Linked DNA regions of Mus musculus: regions 2 and 3 are each linked to region 1. The links are chromatin contacts, called in public Hi-C and promoter capture Hi-C maps. All regions are on one chromosome and are shown on one strand. The core of a region is the stretch at or near the end of the contact, and the rest is flanking DNA. Distances in the headings are between cores, read along the strand shown. Region 1 holds the start of Zfp189 (zinc finger protein 189). Region 2 holds the start of Zcchc7 (zinc finger, CCHC domain containing 7). Region 3 holds the start of Fktn (fukutin).

Region 1 (3,363 bases), core at 598-3,097:
AACAAAACTAAGGGCTAATACAGAAAACCTCAAAACCTCATGTAATTAAAATCAGAAATATACGGCGATACAAGAGATGTTTCACAAATAAAAAGTTACAAGAAGGAGCTTTACAGGCTGCAGAACCTAAAAGAAGCAGTTAAAGATCCCAGGTACATATAACCCTAAACCAAGAAAGAATACAAAGCCTCCGCCAGTCAATAGCAATCAGAGACATTTAATAAAGAGTCAGAAGTCGAGGGCTGGAGAGCTTTGAGCTCAGAAGTTAAGAGAACTCGCTGCTCTTCCAGAGTGCAGTCCTCAGCACCCACCTCAGGCTGCTAGCTCACAATCTCTTGTAACACCAAACTCAGGGGATCTGACGCCCTCTTCTGTCCTCCGAGAGTATCAGCACACATATATTTATACATACACATATGGACATAAATAAAATAAATCCTCAATAAAATCAGTGGTTTCTCTAGAGAAATAATAAATCACCCCCCCCCAAATGATCAAGAAATCTGGTTTGTTTATAACAGCAGGAAAAAAATATTTAGGAAAAAATAACCAAGCAGGTTAAAGATCTATACTCTAAAACTCTAAACCATCCATGAAAGAAACAGAAAACACACATATAAATGAAGAGACAGTCCATGTTCAATGACTGTTCCATGTCTGCACTACTTAAATACTTAACTCAAAAAAATCGAATGGCTTTTCCCAAAGACATAAAGAGCAATCTTAAATTACGAATAGCTGCAGCAATCATGAGCAAGAAAAACATGGAAGAAATTATGCTTCAAGATTTAAAATTCTAACACAGAGCTATGATGATTGACAATAAACAAAACAAACAAACAGAACGCAAAAAGGGATGTAAAAAGGTGGGATTGGCCTGACTGCTGAAATCTCTCCTCTATGTGAATATACATCACTACATCCATTTACACCTTAAAGAACGGTTACCTGAAAAATGAACAGTTTATCACCAACTGCCCCCCTTCTCCTATGAGGACAAAGATTTGGTCTAATTAACCACTTTATCTTTAATATTTATCATATAGTAAACACTAAAATATCTGTTGAGTGAAAAAAAAAAGAAATGAACTTGGGACATCTGACACTAACCAGGGAAAGGTTAGAGTTAATACATGGGGTGAGGATTCAAACTTCTAACTTAATACGTTCGTTGTTCTCTGAGGTCCCAGCGGTTAAATTTTCAGGCCCTAAATATTATCTAAGTAATATACATAGATCCCACAGGATGCAGTGAGGAAAACTGTGGATAAGCAGTTAAGTCACGGGGCTTCTGGATCCACCATGTGCGTGCTTCTCTTCAGTGGGCCTCAGTTCCCTCCCGTGTGGAACTAAAGCGTGGGAAAGAGAGTACTGCTGGGTACACACTTAGAGACACGGAAGGCATTTAGAAACTATTTGTTGTATGCATCAGTGAAATCTGGGAAAGCGCACCGTGTTGCCGTTAGAAGCGGTCCTGCCAATCGCAGAAACGTAAGCTTTTAGCTCGGATCCCTACTCCACGCTAACTCCTGAAGGCTCAGGACCAGGGTCCCATCTTAACCCTCTGAACTCGTCCCCTCCGCTTCTGATTACTTACGTGGAACTTAGACCATTGAGAAACACTCAGATTTACCTGGATCGAGACCAAAATTCTCTACGTGTTGCCAAGGGAAGCTTCCACAGCCAGCCTCTTCTTGCTAACCGAGACACGATCAGCGCCGCCATTCTCGACAAGCAACCCAAGAGCGCCAGACGTGCCCGACTCAGCCAATCAGATGAGAGCTTACTTCAGCGGCCCCTGACGTTGCCCAGACCTATGCATTCCGGGAAATGTAGTTCGCTTGCCATTTACGGAAGAAGGCGGTGGCTCGCTCCCTGGGCATGTTGGGAGTTGTAGTTGGAGCGGTTCCGCGAAGGCTCCGGGTAACGCCTTCTGGTCCGGGGGTGGTCGGTAGTAGTGCAGCTTGACTTTGAGGCGGAGGAATTGGCAACAAGGAGGAGATATTACAGGGAGACCCTAAGGCTAGGCAGCGGGACAGAGGACTGGGTTTGGGGTTGGAGGACAGCCAGACAGAACGTCTGATATGCCCCTAGGAACTTGACCGCTCCGAGACAGAGGCAGGACCACACCAGACCCATCCGGTGAGCCCCTTCTCGCCGAGCCTTATTTCCAACAGCCATCTAGGCCTCATCAGAGCCCCAATGTCGTGTGGCTGCTATTCCTGAACGAGGCGATGGCGTCCCCAAGCCCACCGCTGGAGCCAAAGGTGAGTTGCCCTTTCAAGAGATCTCCGTTATTTCGCCACTCCCAAGACAGCAAGGCCGCGCCATCACCTCTTCCCCTGTCCCCCTCCTGGCCATTTCTACAACTCTTAAGAAAGGACCCCAGTCAACTCCTGTGTACCCCTTGCTGCGGGACATACCCCTTGCTGCAAGGTGCTTTTAGTTCACTTACAAACTCCCCAAGGCCCCTTTTTCTTTTTTCCTTTCTTTCTTTTTTTCTTTTTTTCAAGAGTAACTTGATAAATCGGCTGGGGAAAATTAAGACTGCTCCAAGTTAGATCTCATTTATGAGTTTCTCAGGTGAGGCACTTTTTTCTTTCTTTTCTTCTTTTTTTTTTTTAAATCTCGTCTGTCCTCTGCAGCTAGCACAATGTCTGAACTCAAGGTGAGTGTTTAGAAAACCTAATGGAACTGCGTCGAATTGGGTCCCAAGCTGGTGTGGGTAGAAGCTTGGGGCGAACAGTGAGGCCAGGGAACGTTGGGGTGGTCTTAAGGCTGTTAACTAAAAACAGTCGTGGTATTAGTGTGTAATAACGAAAGCAGAGAAGACCTTCAGTTTGGAAGGCGTGGATCTAGACCAGTCCAGATCCTTTTCAGTGTGAGGTGCCATGAATTGAGCACCTTTTGGAACTCTTACTTACCGTGTTCCTCCTAGTGAATGGGAGCATGGTAAAGTGACAATAACTTCTCCCACTTTCAGTGGAGAGACCACTGGAACTGACTACAGAGAGAAAACAATTCCAGCAGTGGCTGACATTTGAGGCTATGGCTATGTTTCTTACTCAGGAGGAGTGGGGTTATCTGGATCCAGCTCCGAGAAGCCTGTATAAAGATGTCATGATGGACAGCTACGGAAAGCTGGTCTCGCTGGGTAAGAATGCACGCTTTTTCTAACTAAAATATCTAATAAGGTACTAACACTTAAACCCAGAATGCGTCAAGCAGTGTAACTGACACCAGCACTATTTTGTCCCAACCTTCTGATTCGGATCTTTCTACAACTCTGGTCTCCCTCGCTTCCTTGTTAGCAAAGGCTGGCTTTGGCAGCTTCAGAATCTCATTCCCAGACGGCTCTGTTGG
Region 2 (3,363 bases), core at 253-2,752, 4.8 Mb before region 1:
TAATCCCTTGCTCGGTCCCTGGGAGGAGTCTAGTGAAATCACCTGTAAGCTAACAATATACTAAGAGGAGTTATTATGGCCCTTGATTAAAAATTCAGTCTTTTAATACACACATACACACACACAAACACACACACAGCATTCCTTTGGCACATATTCCCTGAACTGTCCAAACATGTGACCTACTTCTATACCACTTTTTCTATCCCCCAAATAGGTTTTTCAATTTTGCCTTTTTATAGTGTCTTGTCCCTTTCTTTCCTAGCACATAACCATAATGCTAATCGAATTTTGTAATTATTTTCAAACTCCTAATACTGTAACAAGACCTTAAAATTCTTCTACTTTATCTGGACTTTCTAGAACAGCCTGACATTTTCCTGAAACTCTTCCCCCAACCCCCCTATAATTTAGTTTAAGTAAATATAAGCTTAGTTTTCTAATAACGTAGAAGGCTGACAGCTTGGCTCTAATATGTTCAATAAATGTTGGCAAAAAGATTTAAAATCAAACTCATCTATCAGGGATGTTGTCAGTACCTAATTCGGTATTTGTAAAGTTGCTTAGATGAACTTATGTTTGTTTGTGTTTGACTGTGACAAGGTCTTAAGTAGCTCAGGCTATCTTTGACTGCTCCACGTTGCTAAGGATGAACTTGAATTCCTTATTTTCCTTTTTCCACCTCCTCTGTACTAGGCTGCTTATGTGGTGGAACTTAAAAATGAACCCAGGGCCTTCTATGCGGTAAGCAAGCACTTTACCAACTGGGTTACACGTCCAACCTCATAATTAAAGTTTTTTTGTTTTTTTGTTTTTTCTTAAAGGTGTGACCAAGGGAACCAATGCTGGAGGCCGTGAACACCGTCTCCTAGTACCAGAAAGAACAGCATTTACTCCGTGTTGCAGGAGTGCAGCTCTTCACGGTTCACAAACAGTTAACAAGGCGGAAGCACCTCCGAGTGCACTTTACAACCTAAGGTGAGAAAAGCCGTGCGGTCACTATTCCCACTAGCGGAAAAACCAAAACCCAAACCAGACACTCTCAAAAATGCCTCTTCCCGCGCTGGCATTATCAAGGTCCCTCTCCGAAGTCACCTACTAACCCTAAATCCCCTACTAACTCTGACCTCCACCCGGAAAAGGGGCCGATTTGCTCTGCGCCACGTGTTACTACGAGGGCGTCACCCAGAGCTAGAAAAGAGACAGCCCCTGCCGACCGGACCAAGGTATCATGGGAATTGTAGTTTTCTTTCCAACACGGGAGTAAGTGAACTCGCACTTACTTTTGCCCTTCAAGTAGCTTCTATTTAGTATAACTCATAAGATAAAAATATGCACCATAATTTTTTCAGCCGAGATTTCTTTTCGAAAGGAAGGATGAAGAAAAAAAGAACAAAACCAAACACAAAGTTTATAGGCGGAGAAAACAAAGGGTTAATAAGCGTTACGCATGCGCTCGGAGGACTCGCGGGTTGGGCGGAAGGACAGCTCCCAAGAGCTCTGTTTTCCCCGGAAGTACCTTCTCCTCCCTGGAGTCCGCGCGGACGCGGCTTCCTTACCTCATTTGTCCTCGCCCCTCCCCGTTCCTCTACGCGTTTCGGTTCCTGGTTGGTGCTTCCTGGTCGCGGCCGCGGCAGTGAGTATGTGTGTGACGGACCCCGAGCTGTCCCGCGGCCGGGGGACCCCTTCCCCTCTCCGCCTCGCCCGCGGAGCTGTGGAACTAATGCGTGCCCCTCTCTGGCCTTCCCCTCCCGGTCCTTCGGGGCTCAGCGCAGTGCAGCGCAGCAAATGGCCTCTCAGCTCCGTGCCGCCCCACGCGGCTCAGTGACCGGGCTGGGGTTTGGCGGCCCGAGACCAGGGCTTGGGCAAGGCTGGGCGGCGATGGCCTTGACGGGCACGTCTTCTCTGTCGGCGTTACTCCACCGCCTCCCACGGTTCACCCGTCCTGGGGAGGTGGGCCAGTCCCGAAATGTGGAGGTCTCCCTTCGCTGAGGGGAACCTGGCCCTCAAGGATGCGTCCAGTCGGGGGCCACCTTAAGCTGGTGCTGTCAAGTAGCCGCTTCACGAGTAGACACAAAGAATCTGGGAACTATGCCCCATTCCTTATATAAAACCAGGGTATCCTAAGATGATCCTCTGCCCCCGCGCCCGCACACCCTAACAGCAGACAGTTGTAGTCAATTTTACTGTGGGGAAATCGAGGTTGGGAGTTGGCAGCCCCCAGTTCCAGCCATCACTGATTAGCTGCCGACGCTCAGAATACCTTTAGGTCGAGTTTACTGTGATTTCAAGTCTCAGGGTTGAATGAAGGAAACTTTTTTTTTTTTTTTTTTTTTTTTTTTTTGAGACAGGGTTTCTCTGTATAGTCTTGGCTGTCCTGGAACTCACTTTGTAGACCAGGCTGGCCTCGAACTCAGAAATTCGCCTACCTCTGCCTCCAGAGTGCTGGGATTAAAGGGGTGAGCCACCACGCCCGGCAGAAGGAAACTTTTAAGGGCCTTTTTTAGCCCATTGGATAATTTTTTTCCTGAGCCTGTTTTTCCCAAGTATAAAATCACCCTTAATTTAATGACTAGGCTCCCTTCAAAAGCTCTCGACTTGGTGTTGAACATTTAGACCTTAAATTGCAGCGTGTGTATTTAAGACGGTGTTGTGCTTTAGGGACAGTTAATTATTGTCATTTAGTCAGAGGATGGGGAATGATCTGAGGGAAGAATTGGAAGTGAAAATTGTATGAAAACTACACGATTAACAGTGCATGGGACAAATAGGAGAAGCACTGTTTCCAGCAGAGTCCAAAGAGTAGTTAGAAGTTAACATCAGTAAATTTAGCATGCATTTCTGACATGGAGACAAGCCCATTGTTTCTCTCTTTGATGGTCCCATTTGGATTCCTTACCTCCTTTGATTGGAAGTGACAGTAACATTTGAAAAAGGGGCAGACATTTTAACTTTTGTAATTGGTTTTGTTTCTGCCTTCACTGAATCTCAGTAGCACACTGAGATTCTTGTAAGTTATAAACCTAAGTGGAGAATAAACTATTAGTCATTTTATCCATTGACAACTGTGGATTTAAAAATTCAGCCCTCAAGGTGGGGTCCAGCCCCAGGTAGAACACTGGCTTAGCATGTCCAGGCCCCTGGATATAGTCCCCAGCACCATCAAATGAATAAGACCAAATTTGGGATTTAAATCTACCTCAGATGACCTATAGCACCCAGAAAGAAGCTCTAAGCTGGAAATACTTTGAAAGAAAATTAAGAGCAAAGCGTCTAGAATGACTAGTAGGTAATCTTTTAAGGGGGAATATTGGCTTTTAAGTCTTGGTAAATTCTGGAAACCTAATTAACCTTTGTTAGTTT
Region 3 (3,363 bases), core at 598-3,097, 4.2 Mb after region 1:
GACTTTTTACGGTGAGTGAGTCTCCCAAATTGTCTCTCCAAACCTGCTTGAGAAGTACTACTTTCTAGTTACAGGACGGGATCTGATAGCAAGTTAAGGAAATAAGCATTCCCTTTGGCTCAGAGTTGGGGAGGTTAAAGTCTACCATGGGAGGGGGGACATGGCAGCAGGGGCAGGTGGCTGAGTCTACTCACATCTGGATGGACTGGACCAAGAAGCAGAGAGCATACTGAAAGGGGAGCTGGGCTGTAATCCTTAATGTCTGACCTCTCTAATGGCCCACTTCCTCCAGGGTGTCAGAATCCTACCCCTCCAAGGTTCTAAAACTGCCTGGAGACAAGGGATTCCAACAGAAGCGTCTGGGGAGCATTTCACATTCAACCCATCAACAAGGACCATCGATGTCAGCGTGCTTACCTGGTTATTGTCCAACTTCCGGTGTAAGCAGGGCTTTTACTTTGTAAGTTTATATTAAAAAGAATAAGGTTACTTGCAAGTAGAGGAAAATTTAGAAGTAAGTTTCAAAAAAAATTGCTGACAAGTTAAATCTAGGATAACCAAAAGGATTGTCAATTTTCTTTGAAGGGTGCTAAATCCCTTCCTCTAAATCCCAGTCCACTTTATAGAAACAGAAACTTGATAATGTAGATGGCACATTATGACTGTGCTTATATAGGGAAAACAGTGAGATCTAAACTTAAACTTAGCTCAAATCAGAAAACTGGCTAGAAAGCTGGCTAGTCCTCTGCCTCCTGCAAGGTTTATGCAGGATAATATTTACTATGCACTTGAAATCTATTCACTTCTAAAACCCGGGAAGTTTTTTTTTTTCCTCCTTATAATTTCCAGACATAGTTGAGCATAATAAGCATTCCTAATATCTTTTAAAATATCACCTCTTAGTACTCCAATAGGCATCAATTATATTGTGTGCATGTGTGCATGTGTGTGTGCGTGCGTGCATGTGCGTTTGCATGTGTTTAAAGACAAGAGCTCACTCTAGATCCTCTTGCCTTGGCCCCCCAAATACTTGAATTGTAGGCATGTCAGACAATAGAAATTTTTGATACAGCCACATTCCATCACAACTTTTTGAAAAATTCTGTTTTAAGACAAGCATGGCGATGCACACTTGTTATCTCAGCACTTGAGATGTGGAAGATGTGTAGGATCAGTTGAACACCATATTGGCTGAGTAGAATTTAAGGCCAGTCTGAGCTAAATGATATAGAACGGGGTGCGTAGGTAAATTATTTCATTTTTTTCTATACGCCGTTAGTAATTTTCGTAGAAAGAACGTAAAATTACAATAATTTCTTTAGTGCTTTTTAATTTTCAAAAATTCCTATCAAAATCCACATCTGCTCCTTGCCAATAACTCTTTAAATGGCTCTGCTAAAAGCAAAGATGCTAGGTGCCAGGCCCAGAAGCATCTATATTTCTTTCAAGCCCCAAACTGGAAGATCGCATCTTCTAGACCTGGATGTCAAGTAGGCACCTCAACTTCATGAGTACTTGCATCACTACATAGTGCTCTTCCCCATTCTGTCCCCAATAGCAGAATGTAGAGAGAGGAGAAGGGGGAGGAGGGAGGGAGGGAGGGAGGGAGGGAGAAAAAGAATCGTTATCCACCCTAGGTTTGCACTTTCTGCGCTCTGTCTGATGAGCCGTACACTACGGGGGACAGTTCTGTTTTTTCTCTAAACTCCAGGCAGCCTCAGGGCACTGCCGGAGGGACGGCTGATTGCAGATTTCTGATGGCCAAATAGGCCACACTAATAGGAGCGCTCGGAGAACAAAGCAACAGCCAGCGTACGCCGCTGCGCGCTTGACCGCTTCTTTGCGACAGTTGCCGTAAAGCGAGGCCTCCGCCGCAGCTCTAGAGTTAGGTAAGATGAGGGCACCGGGGCCGGGTAGCCGAGCCTGGGCGTGGGCGGGTTCCTTCAGGCACTGTCGCTGGTCTACTGGTATACCCTGAGTAGCGGTCGTCCACCTTTGGGGTACCCTCCCTACGGCGGCGGGGAGGAGTCCGAGGTCGGCCGCAGTCCGTGCACGAGCTTGCTGCCGCCGTCCCCGCTGTCCCGGCGACAGATCGTTCCCACACGCCCATGCTGTCCGTTGATCGTCCTGACCCGCGAGGGTTCGATTTTGGAGGTTCATGGAGACGCTTAAGAGGCCGGGCTGGGACAGTGACGCTTGAGCTGGTTGGCGAGAGCGGACGATGCGGGGAGACCGATCAGGTGTGAGGACCAATGCATGCCAAGGTGGCTCCGCCGGGGAGGAACTGATGCAGCCTGCTGCTGCTCTGAGTGCATCCGACGCCGTGGCATGAACTTACAGGGAAAGGAAGGGGGTTGGCAGGGCAGCCGCCCAGGGAGGGTTCCACCTGAGAAGGACTTTGATGCTGCGCCAAAGCCAAGTTCTGTGTACAGCAAGCAGCCTGCTGCAACTGCTTCGAAGAGAGGTGGTGGTTGGCTTACCAGTCGCTTTCCTCTCTTCTTAGACTCCTCAGTAGTCATTCTTAGTTCGTTTGAAGGAGTGCTCACTATGCTTAATAGTATGATGACGATGGTAATAATAATAAGTAACAATAATAATGATAAGGTGGGCGCGGTTAGCGATGCGAGATAACTGCATGTAGGAACGTTCCTGTCTTCCGTTTACATTATCAGTTGGGGAATATCGGGAAAGATTTGATAAAAATGGGGCCGGGTAGTTAAAAGCTTTAGATAAAAGTCGTCCAGAGAACTGAATTCAGATTTCATCACGATCGCCAATTTCTCAGGTAGTACAAGGCAAGCCGCTTTCTTGTATGTCTCAAGCTTTCTCGGCTATAAAGAATGATATTCCAGTCTTTCTAGTTTGAAGATTTCCATTAAGTAAAAGTCAGCCTGTGAGCCAACCATGGTAACACACACCTGTAATACCAGCACTTTGGAGGCCAAGACAAAAAAAAAAAAAAGCACTAGGAAACAGAGCTGCATAATGATCGACAGACCAGCCTTGGGTAAATGCTCTCAACCAAGCAGTTAGTCACTTGCCTCTTGAGGGAAAGGCTTTACTCACTGTCTTAGTTAGAGCTAATACTACAGTGGTGAAATACCATGACCAAAAGTGACTGGGGAAGAAAGGGTTTGGTTTGCTAAGTTTTAGATTACAGTTTATCATCCAAAGCACTGAGGGCAGCAACCTGGAGCAGGAGCTGATGCAGTGACCATGGAGGGATGCTGTTTACCTGCTCTCATGGTTTGTTTGGCCTGCTTTCTTGTAGAACCCAGGACCACCAGCCCAGGAATGACACCACCCATAATGGGCTGGACCCTCCCACATCAAATCACAACTTAAGAAAATTCTCTACAGGAG

What was found. Promoter capture Hi-C pulls out the DNA fragments that hold promoters and counts their contacts. Hi-C and Micro-C count contacts between places; a contact is called where the count stands out from the background.
Region 2: a contact with region 1 is called in a Hi-C map of CD4 T cells, with 8 times the contacts expected there. The contact joins the promoter of Zcchc7 here to the promoter of Zfp189 in region 1.
Region 3: a contact with region 1 is called in a promoter capture Hi-C map of pre-B cells. The contact joins the promoter of Fktn here to the promoter of Zfp189 in region 1. A contact is called at or near these places in 2 of 39 promoter capture datasets (cranial neural crest and pre-B cells).

Annotation. Positions count from the first base shown.
Region 1 is chr4:49,519,329-49,522,691 of GRCm38.p6, forward strand. It overlaps Zfp189 (zinc finger protein 189), which reads left to right and starts at 1,848. Exons shown (of 3, transcript NM_145547.3): 1 at 1,848-2,267; 2 at 3,070-3,154. The coding sequence starts at 2,235. It overlaps Mrpl50 (mitochondrial ribosomal protein L50), which reads right to left and starts at 1,755. Exons shown (of 2, transcript NM_178603.4): 1 at 1,634-1,755. The coding sequence starts at 1,725.
Region 2 is chr4:44,755,057-44,758,419 of GRCm38.p6, forward strand. It overlaps Zcchc7 (zinc finger, CCHC domain containing 7), which reads left to right and starts at 1,503. Exons shown (of 9, transcript NM_138590.4): 1 at 1,503-1,636.
Region 3 is chr4:53,712,307-53,715,669 of GRCm38.p6, forward strand. It overlaps Fktn (fukutin), which reads left to right and starts at 1,848. Exons shown (of 10, transcript NM_139309.5): 1 at 1,848-1,889.